Regions from separate parts of the Anser cygnoides genome. Here region 1 is linked to region 2. The links are chromatin contacts, called in public Hi-C maps. All regions are on one chromosome and are shown on one strand. Each heading gives the region's core, a stretch centred on a gene start, on an enhancer-like site or on the middle of the called end of the contact. The rest is flanking DNA. Distances are from core to core; before and after follow the strand shown. Region 1 holds the start of CCN2 (cellular communication network factor 2). Region 2 has its middle 69 kb from the start of MOXD1.

The links. A called contact is a pair of places that touch in the nucleus more often than the background predicts.
Region 1: a Hi-C map of liver shows a contact between it and region 2, with 2.5 times the contacts expected there. The contact joins the promoter of CCN2 here to the enhancer-like site in region 2. A contact is called at or near these places in 3 of 7 Hi-C or Micro-C datasets (granulosa cells and liver).

Annotation. Positions count from the first base shown.
Region 1 is chr3:62,895,094-62,902,279 of Taihu_goose_T2T_genome, forward strand. CCN2 (cellular communication network factor 2) reads left to right here and starts at 3,332. Exons shown (of 5, transcript XM_048075774.2): 1 at 3,332-3,530; 2 at 3,634-3,859; 3 at 3,954-4,205; 4 at 4,439-4,650; 5 at 4,990-6,322. The coding sequence starts at 3,474. The coding sequence ends at 5,286. LOC125184219 (a long non-coding RNA gene) reads right to left here and starts at 3,170. Exons shown (of 4, transcript XR_010830386.1): 1 at 2,950-3,170; 2 at 1-2,863.
Region 2 is chr3:62,684,496-62,691,798 of Taihu_goose_T2T_genome, forward strand. No RefSeq gene overlaps it. Among named protein-coding and RNA genes, the nearest start is that of MOXD1, 69 kb to the left of the region's middle. Within about 2 kb of position 5,261, at least 2 of the 3 cell types and tissues checked have open chromatin away from gene starts, as enhancers often do. A contact at or near this core is called in liver, where this site is marked.

The DNA.
Region 1 (7,186 bases), core at 2,082-4,581, 210 kb after region 2:
TTGCAGAGAATCTGACCTAGTATCTCGAGGAACCTGGACTACGTCCATAAGTTCAGCAGCGAACATTTCCACAGGCCTTATGCCCTCTATCCAGCGCACCGCCCAGCCTTCTCCTTCCACTTCACCCTGGAGAAGAGCTAATGACTATTAGCAAATAAAATATCACTGGCAAGGTTAGCTGAAGTGAACCTTTGTTGCTCCAGCGCAGAAGAGTTGAGCCACGTGACTCACTGACACAATAAAACAACAGCACGACGTGGATAACTGGCTTGACAGCTCCTGGGAAATGAGGTTTTCTGTTTTCCTCTGCCTTTGTTGATTCGTGAGTGCACACATGCCTCCAGAGAAGGACGAGTGAAAGTGCAGCAAGCAGTCTGCTTTAGAAGCACTCTCTGTGCCTACAGATGCATAGAATAAGTCAGCAGATGACTTCTAAGAAAGATAAATACCAGGCAACCACAGTCACGACAGAATAAATCTCTTTATTTTTATTTTGTGTCTACTTCTGAGCTAGCAGAGCAAGCATTGCTCGGAACCTGCATTTTAAGCGAAAGCCTGTGAACGTAACTTTAATGAGACCTCTCTGGATTTTGAGATATATTTGTTACGATGCTTAAGAAATATCCTGGTGAGCATTTTGGGAAAGGAACTAATTGGCACACTAAAGCCGAGGCAAGCCAGGAAGGGTCCAAAGCCAGCTACAAGCCCGCGGTGATGATAAACAGCCCAGGGTCCAGGTGTCCATATATGGCCAGACTTCCTATAAGACTGACAGTACTGTATGTGCATTGCGTATGGTTCTTGGATCCCGTTCACATTCCTCGGGTATGTTTCTCTGGAGCTTTTGATTTCCGCTTTGAGGGCTGGCTCAGACCTCCAATTGCTCTTATAAAAAAATATCTGTGACTGAAAGTTGAAAATGTGCAAGATTCTTTCTTTAAGTACACAAACACTCCAAGTCTAGCCACTTTCCTGTAGTCTTGCCAGGTTTTCAGTATGTCTGATACCCGATCAAGTGACTTTTTGGGGGGAAGGAGGAAAAAAAAAAAAAAAAAGAAGAAGGAAAAACACAAGAGAGGAATTTAGCATATCCACACCTGTACATTTTACAAGACTTCACCAAAGGAACTGCACCAACCGAAGCTGATGTAGACACATGCATACCGTATATAGCTGTGTAAACAAGTCTGCAAGGCCAGTGTAGTGAATTCCTAATTTCAGCAGAAAAAATATACTATCTTAAAAGCATGTCCTGTATAAACACCTGCATGGAAGTCAAAATGAGTGCATTTCAACCATTTTATGCCTCAATGCCAAGATGTTCTTCTCCAGCTCGTGGCACAGTGTCACCAGAGAGGACAAGCTAACGACAGCTTAGCCTCTGAAAGAACCACCCTTAACTCCAGGGTCCCTTCGCCCCATGGTAGATGGTGAGTCACATTCAACAGCGCAGAAACCAAAAATGACAAAACGGCAAACCTGAAGAGCACTGATCCCTATCCCACTTCACTGGCTGGCACAATTTGTAACTCAGGGGGCTAACTCCCGATTCAAGTCTGTGCAAGGACTAGTTCTGAGGTCCAAATGCCTGTGTAAGTCTTTTTTCTCAGGGCAGCAAGTGGATGGGGCTTGCTGTACTTGGCCCGCAGTGTGAGGACTTAGGACAGATTTATCCTTTAATTTTGGATTTCCTGGCTTTCTGGTGGTTTGTTACTTTTAAACAGACTTTTTCTGTCGGTGAGATTCTCGGGTTTTGTTTAATAAAATTGATTCTCTGAAAAAACCTCTTACATGGAAAGTTATAAAACATGTCTAGAGCCTCTCTCTCTCTGATGTTCTCCTACCATATTTAGGCATTTAAAAAAGGCATTCTGTTTACCTGGTTACATTTGCATTTTGGTATGCATGTCATACATAGTTTGGTACACATATTATTTACCCAGCACTGAGGCCATTGGAGTCCTTCAAGTAAATAGAGATTTCGGGCGGCCTCATGTTTGAGAACATATATTATTTACCATAACCGTTCCTCTGGGACTTCTTCTCTTTCAGAGCCAATCTCATTTCTTTTAATGGAGAACTTCAAGTAGACGGAATGACATCCAAATGACTTTAGCAGCCAAAGTACAGGGCTGGCAGAATATAAAGACAGTTTTACAGTACAATATATCCTATTGGGGCTTTACATGAAAATGTATCTTCTTCCCTCAAGAATCCTGTGAATACATATTGCAGTGTCATAGCATGGATATGAGCACGCATGTGTACAGAGGAATGGAAAGAGGGAGGGATATGGCAGCGGGAGAATGACTACATGCAGAAGATGCTGTCTTTTAAGACACCCACCAGATTCCAATTTGCCTAACAAGATGCACGAAGGCAATCTCTCTCGTTAAATGCTAACATACTTCTGCGGGTCAAGAGTCAAAACGCAGGCATTCCTCGTGCCAAAGCGGAGGTCAAACAACGTGACATCACTGAATATTCAACTGGTACACGGGGAGCGGGGGGAAGAACCATCCTTCTGGCCTATGAATAAATAAATAAATAAAAGAAAATGCAAAGCCTAAGAGTTATCTGCAAGGATTTAATCCAAACCACAACACGTAGGTTTGGGGTTCGGTCAGATCCAAGGCACGGTGCTGGGGTTTCGGCTGAGCGCGGTGGCGCGCCTGGTTGTCCTCCCGGGACGGTCTGACAGGGAGCTTCGGAAGCGGGGCTGTGCTAAGACTGTGTTGCTCGGGGATGACAGCTGCACACAGGCAGCGGGAAAATAATAGCCACTTCTTCCATGCTCCAGACTCGCTCCGTTGTGCCAAATATTTCAGAGTAAATAGGCACTCTCTCTATTCATAGAGAGCATCTATTAGGAAAGGAACACATTACAAATATTCGGTATGATTCAGGAGGACACAGAGTCAATTTATACACCCCGCGGGGTAATTATACCTTTTTTGGTCGTAACAAAACGCTCGGAATACGCCGGGACGGGCGGCGGGCACCGGCCGGCGAGGGCCTGGGGAGGGGGGGGCGAAGCATTCCCGGGCCGCCCCTAGCAACCGGCCGGGCGCGGGGCGGGCCGCGGCGTGAGGAAAACACGGCGATTTTTTTTTTCCCTAAAAAAAAAAAAAAAAGGGAAAAGGGGGGCGGAACGGGGGGAGGCGGAGGAATGCGGGAGCCAGGGGTCAGGGCCGCTCCGGGGCGGGGCGGGCGGCGCGGCGCGCAGGAATGCGGGGAATGCGGCTGCTGGTGCGCGGCCCCATTCAGCCCATTGGCGGGGCCGCGCCGCCGCCGCCTATAAAGGGGCGCCCGCCGCCGGGCTCCGCAGTCACGCAGCCACTGTCCCGGCGGCTAACGGAGCACCGAGCACAGCACAGCACAGCCGAGCCGAGCCGCGCAGCTCAGACGCCGCCCGCACCGGCCCCGCTGAAGGGAAGCGCTCTCCCGGGACCTCGCCTCGCAGCCGCCTCAGGATGTCCCCGTCCAGCCTCGCCGCCGCCCTCCTCCTCCTCGTCGCCCTCCTCGGCCCGGTAAGTGCCGCCGCCGCCCGCCGCTGCTGCCCCGGCCGGCCCGGGCACGGCGTGGCGGCGCTGACGGCCGCTGTCTCCTTCTCTCCCCCCGCCGCCGGCGCAGGACGAGGCCCGCGGGCAGGAGTGCAGCGGGCAGTGCCAGTGCGGGGCCGGGCCCGGCCCCAGCTGCCCCGCCGGCGTCTCCCTGGTGCTCGACGGCTGCGGCTGCTGCCGGGTGTGCGCCAAGCAGCTGGGCGAGCTGTGCACCGAGCGCGACCCCTGCGACCACCACAAGGGGCTCTTCTGCGACTTCGGCTCCCCCGCCAACCGCAGGATCGGCGTCTGCACCGGTGAGTGGGGACCGGCACCGGGGACGGGGGACGGGGGACGGGGTCCCGGCGGCCGGGGCTGAGCCTGACCCTTCTCCGCCTCCTGCCCCCGCAGCTCGGGACGGCGCCCCGTGTGTCTTCGGCGGCATGGTGTACCGGAGCGGGGAGTCCTTCCAGAGCAGCTGCAAGTACCAGTGCACCTGCCTGGACGGGGCGGTGGGCTGCGTGCCCCTCTGCAGCATGGACGTGCGCCTGCCCAGCCCCGACTGCCCCTTCCCGCGGAGGGTGAAGCTCCCCGGCAAGTGCTGCGAGGAGTGGGTCTGTGACGAGCCCAAGGAGCAGACTGCTGTGGGACCTGCTCTTGCTGGTGAGTGGGGGTCCCTCCGTGGGTGGTGGGCTGAGGGGAAAGGGGTGCCTGCTTGGGGTCAGGTGTAGCAGGGTGGGTTGATGTGGGGCTGCCCCAGCAGCCGGAGGGCAGCAGTGAGTGGGGTTGCCCTGCAGATAAGCATAGTTACGGAAATTTCCCTGGGAAGGGGACAGAGCATCTAGCAGGGTGCAAACTCGGATGGTAGCCTCATCCTGGTTGTCTGTCCCCTGCAGCGTACAGACTGGAAGACACTTACGGTCCGGACCCGACCATGATGCGTGCCAACTGCCTGGTGCAGACCACCGAATGGAGTGCCTGCTCCAAGACCTGCGGCATGGGCATCTCAACCAGGGTCACCAACGATAATGCCTTCTGCAGACTGGAGAAACAGAGCAGGCTCTGCATGGTCAGACCTTGTGAAGTGGACCTGGAGGAAAATATCAAGGTAAAGAGTCTCAGCTTTAATGTATGATCTATTAGGATGCTTTCATCAGCTGGCAAAAAAATATCTCACCAAAGAACATGGCATTCTGATAGGTAGTAAGTTTCAGTAGTAAGTTTCAAGTGGCTCATCATGAAGTTTGAGTTTTGCCCCAGTAGTGAATATTTTGCAGTTAAATGTCCTTATAATTCTCTTTCACACGTTATTATGATGCTATGTAAACACTTTCTCCTGTTGAAAGCATTGTAAGGATTCGTGCATCTGCCTGCTTTTAACATTTAAGCTTAGTGCTACATCAAAGCCTACCTTCTAAACATGTTGTATTCACTTATATCCCAACAGAAAGGCAAAAAGTGCATTCGCACCCCCAAAATCTCCAAGCCCATCAAGTTTGAGCTGTCTGGCTGCACCAGCGTGAAGACCTACAGAGCTAAGTTCTGTGGTGTCTGCACTGACGGGCGCTGCTGCACACCCCACAGAACAGCCACCCTCCCCGTGGAGTTCAAGTGCCCTGATGGGGAGATCATGAAAAGGAAAATGATGTTCATCAAGACCTGCGCGTGCCACTACAACTGCCCTGGAGACAACGACATCTTCGAGTCTCTGTACTACAGGAAGATGTATGGAGACATGGCATAAAGCTAGAAGGAGACGCTAACTAGATTCTCAACTTGAACTGATTTGCATCTCATTTTGTAAACATGATTCAATAGCACAAGGTATTTAAATCGGTTTTTTTAATTTCAACAAACTGCTCCATGTGACCTAAGACAATTTGTCTACTGACCCCAAACGGTGGTTTGAAGAAGAAGGTAAAACGGACAGTGGGACCACAGCAAGACACAGCTTCAGAACATGCTGTTCATGAGGTGGTGTGAAGGGGTTAAGGGAAATGTGCAGGAAAAGCAGATTCAAGCAAGTGTTCCCTTAATGTGGTACAGTATTTTTCATCTGGTAGTGCAATTGAGAAGGAGACCATTAGCATGTTTGCTGACACTGGTTTTAGTGACAGCAACAGCTGGAATGCAAACCCTCACCCAGCAAAGTGCTAAGCAGAAGGTGTTCTGTTAGTCAGGACAATAATGTTTCAGCTCTGACACTCTGATTCATATGGCTTGGTCAACAAGAATCAGAATCATGTCTATTAGACTGGACAGCTTGTGGCAGTTAATTTACCTGTAACAAGCTACTTTTTATTAATATTGTAAATACTGTGTATATATATTTGTACAGTTATCTAAATTAATTTAAAGTTTTGTGCCTTTGTTTAATGCTTTGAAATTTCAGTGATAGCCTTCTTTTTTGGAACAAGATAGGTAGGATCTAAAGCTTGTCTGACAATGCATTCAAAGCATGAAATAGATACTCTAGTGGAAATCATTCAGATGGGGCGAAATGGTGTATTGTGATAAAGATGGAGAGTGTAAGACTTGGTGTCTGTATCCTTAAAAAGCACTCATCTGTTGGGCAAAATGCAGTTGCCTCCATTTTATTTGAACAAGTGGCTTTAAGAAGAAGAACTCTTCTGTAGCTAATCAGTCTTTCCACTTGAGCATTTGTTTCTGTCTTTGACTATGGCTCTTTTTGGACAGTTCATTTGTTGAGAAGTGTGACCAAAAGTTACATGTTTGCACCTTTTTAGTTGAAAATAAAGTATTTATATTTTTTATATAAATGGCTTGGCATTTCATTTAATCTTTACTATGACCTTATATATTTCCTAAGGGGCTTTGCTTTGCACTAAGTAAAACTCAAGTGCTGTATGTTTTATTTGTCCAGAAACACATACACTGGGGAATAAGCTAAATGATTTGTGGTTACTTGTTCTATTAATAGTGAATCAAATGTAGCGTATTACTCTTCTACATTTTGAATGGAGGGCAGGGCCAGGCTTGCTCTGCCAAGCCCAGTATTGCATTAGAAAGTGCAATGGCTTCCTCAGGCATCACACGGTGTCTTTAAAACAGGCCAGCTGATCACCTTAGTGTTCAACCCCTGTCATAATAATCCATGCAACATGCTTAATTACATTTAAGTGTTTCACTGGTTAAAATTTCTTTTTCAGCTAAGGAAAAAAAAAAGTGTCTGCATTGAAATGGTTCCTGACTCAAGTCAAATCTAGAAGTTTGAAATCTGGTAAAATTCTCAGTGAAGAGCTAATGAGCTGTACCATAAAAATCATAGAATAATACAGGTTGGAAGGGACATCTTAAGATCTCCTGATTTAACCTCCATGCAGAGTAATTCCAACTTACACGTGGTCCTACCTAAATTAAGACCTTAGTGTGTTATGGTAGACAGAGCACAGAACTCAGATGCCAAATACCTGGATTATCTTCCTACCTGATGACTGGGGAGCAAATCTGTTTACCTAACAGTTCTGCCTGTAAAATATCCATTGATTCAAACTCATGCAGGCCCACAGGTAAGAAATGTGAGAGCTACACAATTTGGTGATGGTCCAAGCCTCTTCTCAGATAAGAGAGAACAGTGTGAGGACAGTGAGACTCACTTTCCTCATCCCCTAAAGTTAAAAGGG
Region 2 (7,303 bases), core at 4,011-6,510:
GTTAAATCGTCTTTGCTGTGTTTGGCCTGTACCCAGATGGAAAAGGAAATAAATGATATGAAAAACGAGCCAGAAGTGTGCACTCACACCTAAGAATTATAATGGTAAAATACAGTTATTTTAAAAATGTTTAACCCATCCCATAGCAAAACCAAACACATTATGCAGGCAAAAGCTCATCACCAAAACAGCGTCTTTTAAACTCCTCTTTTAAGCTTTTCAAGCAGAAAGCAGGCAAGTAGGAGTAGCTGAGAACGTGGGACAGCCCCACACCGAAACGAAATGACGAGTACGAACGAAACACAAACACGAAGCAGAGCTCCAAAGCCAAGGCACCGCCGCCTCGTGGCCGCAGGGAGCACAACCGCGGCCCTGCCGGCGGCCTTTTCCCGCCCGCCCCCTCGGCCGGGCCCGCGCGCAGCCGCCATTTTGTGCGTCGCTGCTGCCGCCTGCTGGCGCCTTCGTCAGGTCCCAGCCCGCTGAGCTCGGGTCTGCCAACAGCGGATGGCGCTTGAAGGAGTAGCCGGGTTTGGGGTTTAAATACCACAACATTTCAGCCTTTACCTAATGTGAACAATTAAAATATTTATTTTTTTATCGTTTTTATCAGCCTGTTATTTGCCCGTTTCATCTTCGTCTTCGCATTAGCACACAAGGTGCATGCTGTACATTGAGAAATACCATGTACTGTTGGGAATGCCGAAGTGGAGTGTCCCTAGGTCCAGCTGGCAGCAAGGCTGAGTGTGCATCCCCAACAGGCACACACGCACGATATATATTCAAATAGAGATGTCTGTCCTCACAAATAACACTGACAGTGACACTACGCAAACAGCACAAATGGTGTGATCCTGTTCCCTTCTGTGTCTCTTCATGGTAAAGGTCCACTAGTGAGAAATACATACATGTATCTAATGCAGAACACTCCTCTAGCTGGGCTGTGACACGTGGTCTGCTGGCACCTGGCACACACGGATACGGTCATGGACAGCTGCCAGCTAGAGGAAGCCTGACTGCATAGAAATGCTGACTTTTCCCCCCAGATGTGAACAGTCTGCAGGGATCTGCACAGGAGTGGTGGATGGTGAAGAGGGGAAAAAGATGCATGACCCAACAACACGTTTGACAGACATCTGCTGGCAGCACCTCGGTGGGGAGACTACTGGACTTGCTGGTTTTCTGCAAATAATATTCTAGATTGTTCTCTAAGCCCACTTGCACTGCCATAGTACCCCTTTCCTAACATCCTTTGTGCTGCCCAAGCCCAATTTCTACAACATGTTTCAAATGAGGGGGGTGCTTGAGTGCTTTTCCAGGGGAAAGCAGCCGGAACATTTTGACTGTGTGAAAAACAATGTATTTTTAACTAACCTCTTACCTGGAACTGAGTGAATCATTTTTGGATGTATTTTTCCATAAATAATGCGGCCTAAAGCAGACACTAGACATGGAAAATTTTGTCCAAGTGCAGAGTTCAGAAAAATTATACAGAACCAGGAATAGGACCTGTAAATGGGGAAAGTTGGGTAATAATGGGTGGTTTTACAATAGTCCTTCTACTGAAAAGCTGAATAATTCAAGATTTTTATTCTTTCTCACATATATTTTTTTTTTTCCACTGGTGATTTTTGCTTGTAATTTATCTCCTATGGAGACATACAGCAGTACCTGGAATAAATTAGATTAGTGCACCTTTACATCTCCCTTCATAATCCAATATAAAATATCACCTCTCACTATGACCTCCTTTTTCTTCAATATTTTTATCACACAAGGGAGAGACAGCAAGATTTTTCGGAACTGTGATTATTGCAGAATCATAGAATCACAGAATGGTTTGGGTTGGAAAGAACCTTAAAGACCACCCAGTTCCAACCCCCCCTGCCATGGGCAGGGACACCTCCCACCGGACCAGGTTGCCCAAAGCCCCATCCAGCCTGGCCTTGAACACTTCCAAGGATGGGGCATCCACAGCTTCTCTGGGCAACCTGTGCCAGTGCCTCACCATCCTCTGAGTGAAGAATTTCTTCCTAATATCTAATCTAAATCTACCCTCTTTTATTTTAAAAGCATTATTCCTTGTTCTGTCACTACACTCCCTGACAAAGAGTCCCTCCCCATCTCTTATTAGTGTTACCAAGGACTTCAATATTTTCAAATAATACTTCAATATTTTCAAATATTACTTCAATATTTTCAAAAATTCAATATTTTTCACAGGTTTCTTAGATGTAGCCAGACTTTACCACGTTTACTCTTAATTCACTTTTAAGTTTTATAGTCAAGAGGTCCTCTTTCTTTTGTTTGTTTGTTTGTTTGTTTGTCTTTTAATGAGAAAGCAGGCTTTGAAATATAAATCACCTGGAAAATGACACTAGCAGTTATAGTTTGCCTTTATTTCTTTTTTTACTCTATTCTCAAGCAGTTGTATTATAGAACAGGATAAATGATAACAATACACTATCAACTTCTTTTTTAAGGTAGTATGTGACAGAAAAATTATTTGGAAAATATTGCATATTGTTTCTGTTGTAACATCCCTTCCATGGAAAAGGTTCATGCTTGCCAAATAGCACCAAAAGCATAACAGTTGCACCAAAGTAGTAGAAGATGATGAATTATGGAGGTGTGCATGGTACACCTAAATCCAGCTCCCACTGCCTGTCCTGGAGAAAGCAACCCCCCTTCCCTGCCACCATGGGCAAGGGCAGCTGACTGACTGCCTTCCTCAAACTGGAGCCTGGATCACAAAAACAAAGCCACCTTGTTATGACTCCAGAGCTGAGACAGCGGGTCTGAAGGTAAGAGGGAATATTTTACCCAGTTCTGTAAATTTATTCAGTGAATTTGGACTGGGATTTGAACTGCTTTCTATTCATCTTCCTTTTCTGCTCTCAGTCCCATGCTCTGGTGGGTGGATGACTGGATACACAGGCTCTCTCATTTCCCCTTGCCTTTAGCCATGCTGCAGGCAGTCATGGAAGAACTACAAGTGGGCATCACATCAAGGGTAAAACCTAGCTCATAACATGAGAGGTATGATCACAGGAAAAAATATCTCTATTCAGGGTGAAAAACAGCTTTTTTACCCTGAATAGAGATATTGTAGCTTTGACTTCCATACAGATCCCAGCTGAGAACTATTTTAAATAATAAAACTAAAAAAGCCTGATGCTACAGCTGTCCGTAGTGGAAAGACTCCATTCACCTTCCTCCCACAATGGACCTCTGCTGGTAACTAAAGTTGCCCTACCAATACCAATCAAACTAATGTGCCTCATTTAGCAGTGCTGTGATATTCCCTGCTCAGAGTATTTCATAAATCATCTAGACAGTTATATTGTTTAAGGCAAAAATGGAAACCAGAAAACACGACAGAATCATTTGATGCAGTGACAGAAAGTTAAATAGCTTCCAGTCTGGATGACAGCATGCAATCATTGTGCTCACTGTTTTGACTTTCTGACTCTCAGTATTTTCCTTTGAAAATCATCACAGAATCACAGAATGTTTTGAGGTGGAAGGGACCTTAAGGACCATCCAGTTCCAACCCCCCTGCCATGGGCAGAAACATCTCCCACCACACCAGGTTGCCCAAAGCCCCATCCAACCTGTCCTTGAACACCTCCAGGGATGGGGCATCCACAGCTTCTCTGGCAACCTCTGCCAGTGCCTCACCACCCTCTGAGCGAAGAATTTCTTCCTAATATCTGCTCTAAATCTACTCTTAGTTTAAAACCATTACCCTGTGTCCTATCACTACATTCCTCAATAGAGCCCCTCCCTAGCTTTCCTGTAGGCCTCCTTTAGGTATTGGAAGGCCTCTATGAACTCTCCCTGGAGCCTTCTCTTCTCCAGGCTGAACAACCCCAACTCTCTCAGCCTATGTTCACAGGAGAGGAGCTTCAGCCTTCTGATTATCCTTGTGGCCCTCCTCTTGACTCTTTCTTATGCTTCCATGTCCTTATGCTGGGGTCCCAAAGCTGAATAAATACTCCAGGTGGTGTCTCACAAGAGCAGAGCAGAGAGGGAGAATCTCCTCCCTCAGCCTGCTGTGAACACTATATCTCTGCCCACCACAGAATGGTTGCACATGAGAAGCATCACTAGAGCTGCAATGAGCTGTCGGGGCACTCTTCCCTGCTGCAGATACCTGTACCTTTCTCTAACTGCAGCCCCCATGCAAGACAGGCTAGCATCTCTGAGCTGAAAACAGAACTGACAAGTGTGGCAAAAGTTACGTTCATGGAAATTTGTTATGAAGTGGACTTACGTGCTTGCTAAAGATTTAAACATCATCTTTCAGACCATGTAATTCTCAGGCAATTAATCACCCTCCCTGAAGATAATTATGCTCTTTTGGCTGTAATATTTTCCCCTCTTTACGCATAGATTCTTTCCTTTCTTTGGGCGGGCCAAGAGATGTCATTTTCCATTGGAACCAGTGAATTAATTAAGCTTATGTCTGTTAATTCACGCTTTCTTCAGTCAAGCTGGAAAAGGTTGTTTCCTAGGAATTGTAGAGGCTCTCAGGGCTTGTTTTGGAGTCTTGTGTTTTTGTACCTCTCACTTACTGACACCACGCCTTCCTCCAGAGCTCTATGGAGGTAGACACCCTTCAAGTCAATAACACAGTTACGCACTATGGCTAGAGTTTGTCAGGAAAAATAGCTGAGTAAGGGACCCTGGCTGCTGCTGATCAGCTGTGTTTATCTAGACTGAGTTAATAAATATGACCGAGTCAAGGTGGTGAGTCTGCTGTCTGTGGCAGCTGGCCAGGAGCTCCTGGGTAAAGAGAGCAGCTCAGTGACACAGGAAGGCAAAAGGCGAATGTTTGCTGTTGGTACACAACTGCTAAAACAACTTACGCAGATCACAGTGGGCTGAACAATCAGCAAGATTGATACGATGACCTAGGAAAAGGCTGGCATGCTGGTAGAATATCTGGAAAACAGAGGGATTTTTCTTCCTGTTTTCTTCAAGCTGCAGTTTGGAAAAAAACTGCTAAAGCAAACTGAAGAGGAAAATATTTTCTTTGTACAGTGGCTAGCCCGATAGAGAATTTTAATCAATAGCAAAATCTCTCCCTCTCTCCCTCTCTCCCTCTCCCTCTCTGTCTATCCTTTTCTCTCTCTTCATAACACTCACACTCTATGTTTCTCTATGCGCACATAGAGGTTGTTGAGGAACCTATAATTCCATTATCTGCAGGATGCTGTTTCTCTCACCACGTAGCACAATGCAGTACTAAATGACCGGCTTACTGTAAGGATAACAGCAGCACACACGTAGTGCTGTCTGCTAAGTCCTTAGGCTGAGAGTCTGGCTAAGAGATAGAGAAAAGAGACAACTGGCATGTCTGATAAGCAGTCAGCCTGAAACATCATTGCTTCCTTGAAGTTTCTTGGACTTTTCTTATGTACCTGGATGCAGACTGAGTCAATATGTCTGTGTCTAAGCTTACCCAGACAGACCATGATCTTCAAACTGGTTTAAACCAATTTCACATTAGAGTTTTAGCTGCCATTTTCTCTTTGTTTGTGAGTTCTTCTTTTACTCACAAGTGTTGCAGAACAGTTTATCTTAAATGTGTGAAAGTGCACTCCATTTAACCCCACTGAAATTAGTGTGTTGACCACATCTGTTGTGAGATACAGAAGTTTTGCAAAGAGCAATTTTATTGCTTATAAACACACGAAGTATTTATAGTATTTTATTCTATGCCACAAGAATGTATTAAAAAAAAAAAAAGTAAATTGTGATTCTTTTCAAGGCACCAACAATTAATAACAACATCACAAACAACAATTAGAACAACAACAACATCTCAAGGTTTTGACTCCCTGAATTTTCACTTGACATTTTTCAGGTGATCTTCGTACTGATTGTCCATGGAAATGAGTAACTGGTCATTTATTAACTCCATTTCCTTGAAGGGAATTTTGGTGCCCCGGACTTATGACAGGCTTGTGTTACTCATCACAGATTGTGTGCTTAAAGGCATAGATGCAGAGAAATGGTAATAATTTTTGAAAACTTTTTTCGTACCTTCATAGATCTTCAGAAATCATAATGCTGATACAGTTTCATAAGGACTACAGACACATATGACCTTAAAAACAGCCTATAGAATATAAATATAATTTTTTATTCACGTTTATAGCACCACTCATGATTTCGTAAATCTCTTTCATAGATCATTCTCACTCTACCTGTCTAGACTTATTACTCACTTATTTCTCATTGGGAAGCTCCTGCATATCTCTGAACTCCTGTAAGAACCTATTCATATTCAGTTCTTCAGAGAAGTCTCGTGATTTGAAGCATGTCCCCTCCTGCCATTATATCGCATACATGTACCAGTTTCAATCCATTCTCTACCATAATTTCTACCAGACATCTTGGTCAGTATCTCCCTGGCTTGCTCCTAGAACTTACTTTAAAATTTCTGATTTTAAAGATTCAGAGAAACCTATTATAAAGCCTTCTTTCCATTCTTCTGGTTGTGCAACTTTTTCTTTAAGTGCTACATCATATACTACAAACAGTAATTTGGCAAGTCTACAGTTGAATTCCCTTTGACTGAAGTCATCTGGCCCTGACCTTGTAGTAAAGGCAGTAGTAATCTTTCAAACTTTAAGCAGAGAACAGGCTGCAGAGTGAAAATATTTGGGGCAATCACCAGAAAAATGACTTTGTGTATGTTTATCTATGTTAGATGCAACTGTGCCTTTTCAGTAGTTAGATTTTTAATAAACAAGGCTGCACTTTAACACAAAATTTCCTTGTCTTTTCTTCCTTTACCCAGCTGACTCTACAGCTTTCGTACTTATGGATACCATTCTTATGGCAAAGGGCAAGAGAGAAGTTACAGGCACAAAGGTTAAGGCTGTTGAATGCAAAGACTTCTACTGTAGTGTCCTTTGAACTATCTCCTGGAGAAAGAAAAGAGGGGAAAAATGGGAGGCAGCAGATTACCAGAAGGAAGGTGGTTTCCAATTCATGAGGTACTTGATGCACTGTGAGTATAATGGGAACCTATATGGAAAGAATGAGCTTCATCTGAACCAAGCTTCTGGCCCTGAAAAGCAAGGCTCTAAATGAGCTTTTAAGCTGATTAGCATAGGAAAACCAATATGTATGGGAGAGCGCATGGTTCCGGATGGCGTTTCCCATTATGTTTCATGTTTCACACATGAATTTTCTGTCCTCAAATTAAGAATCTGGAAGAGGATGAAAACCATCAAGCATAAAGTGGACAGCACAGGCAGTTGAAACAGAGTGCCAAATAGTGAAGCAGAGT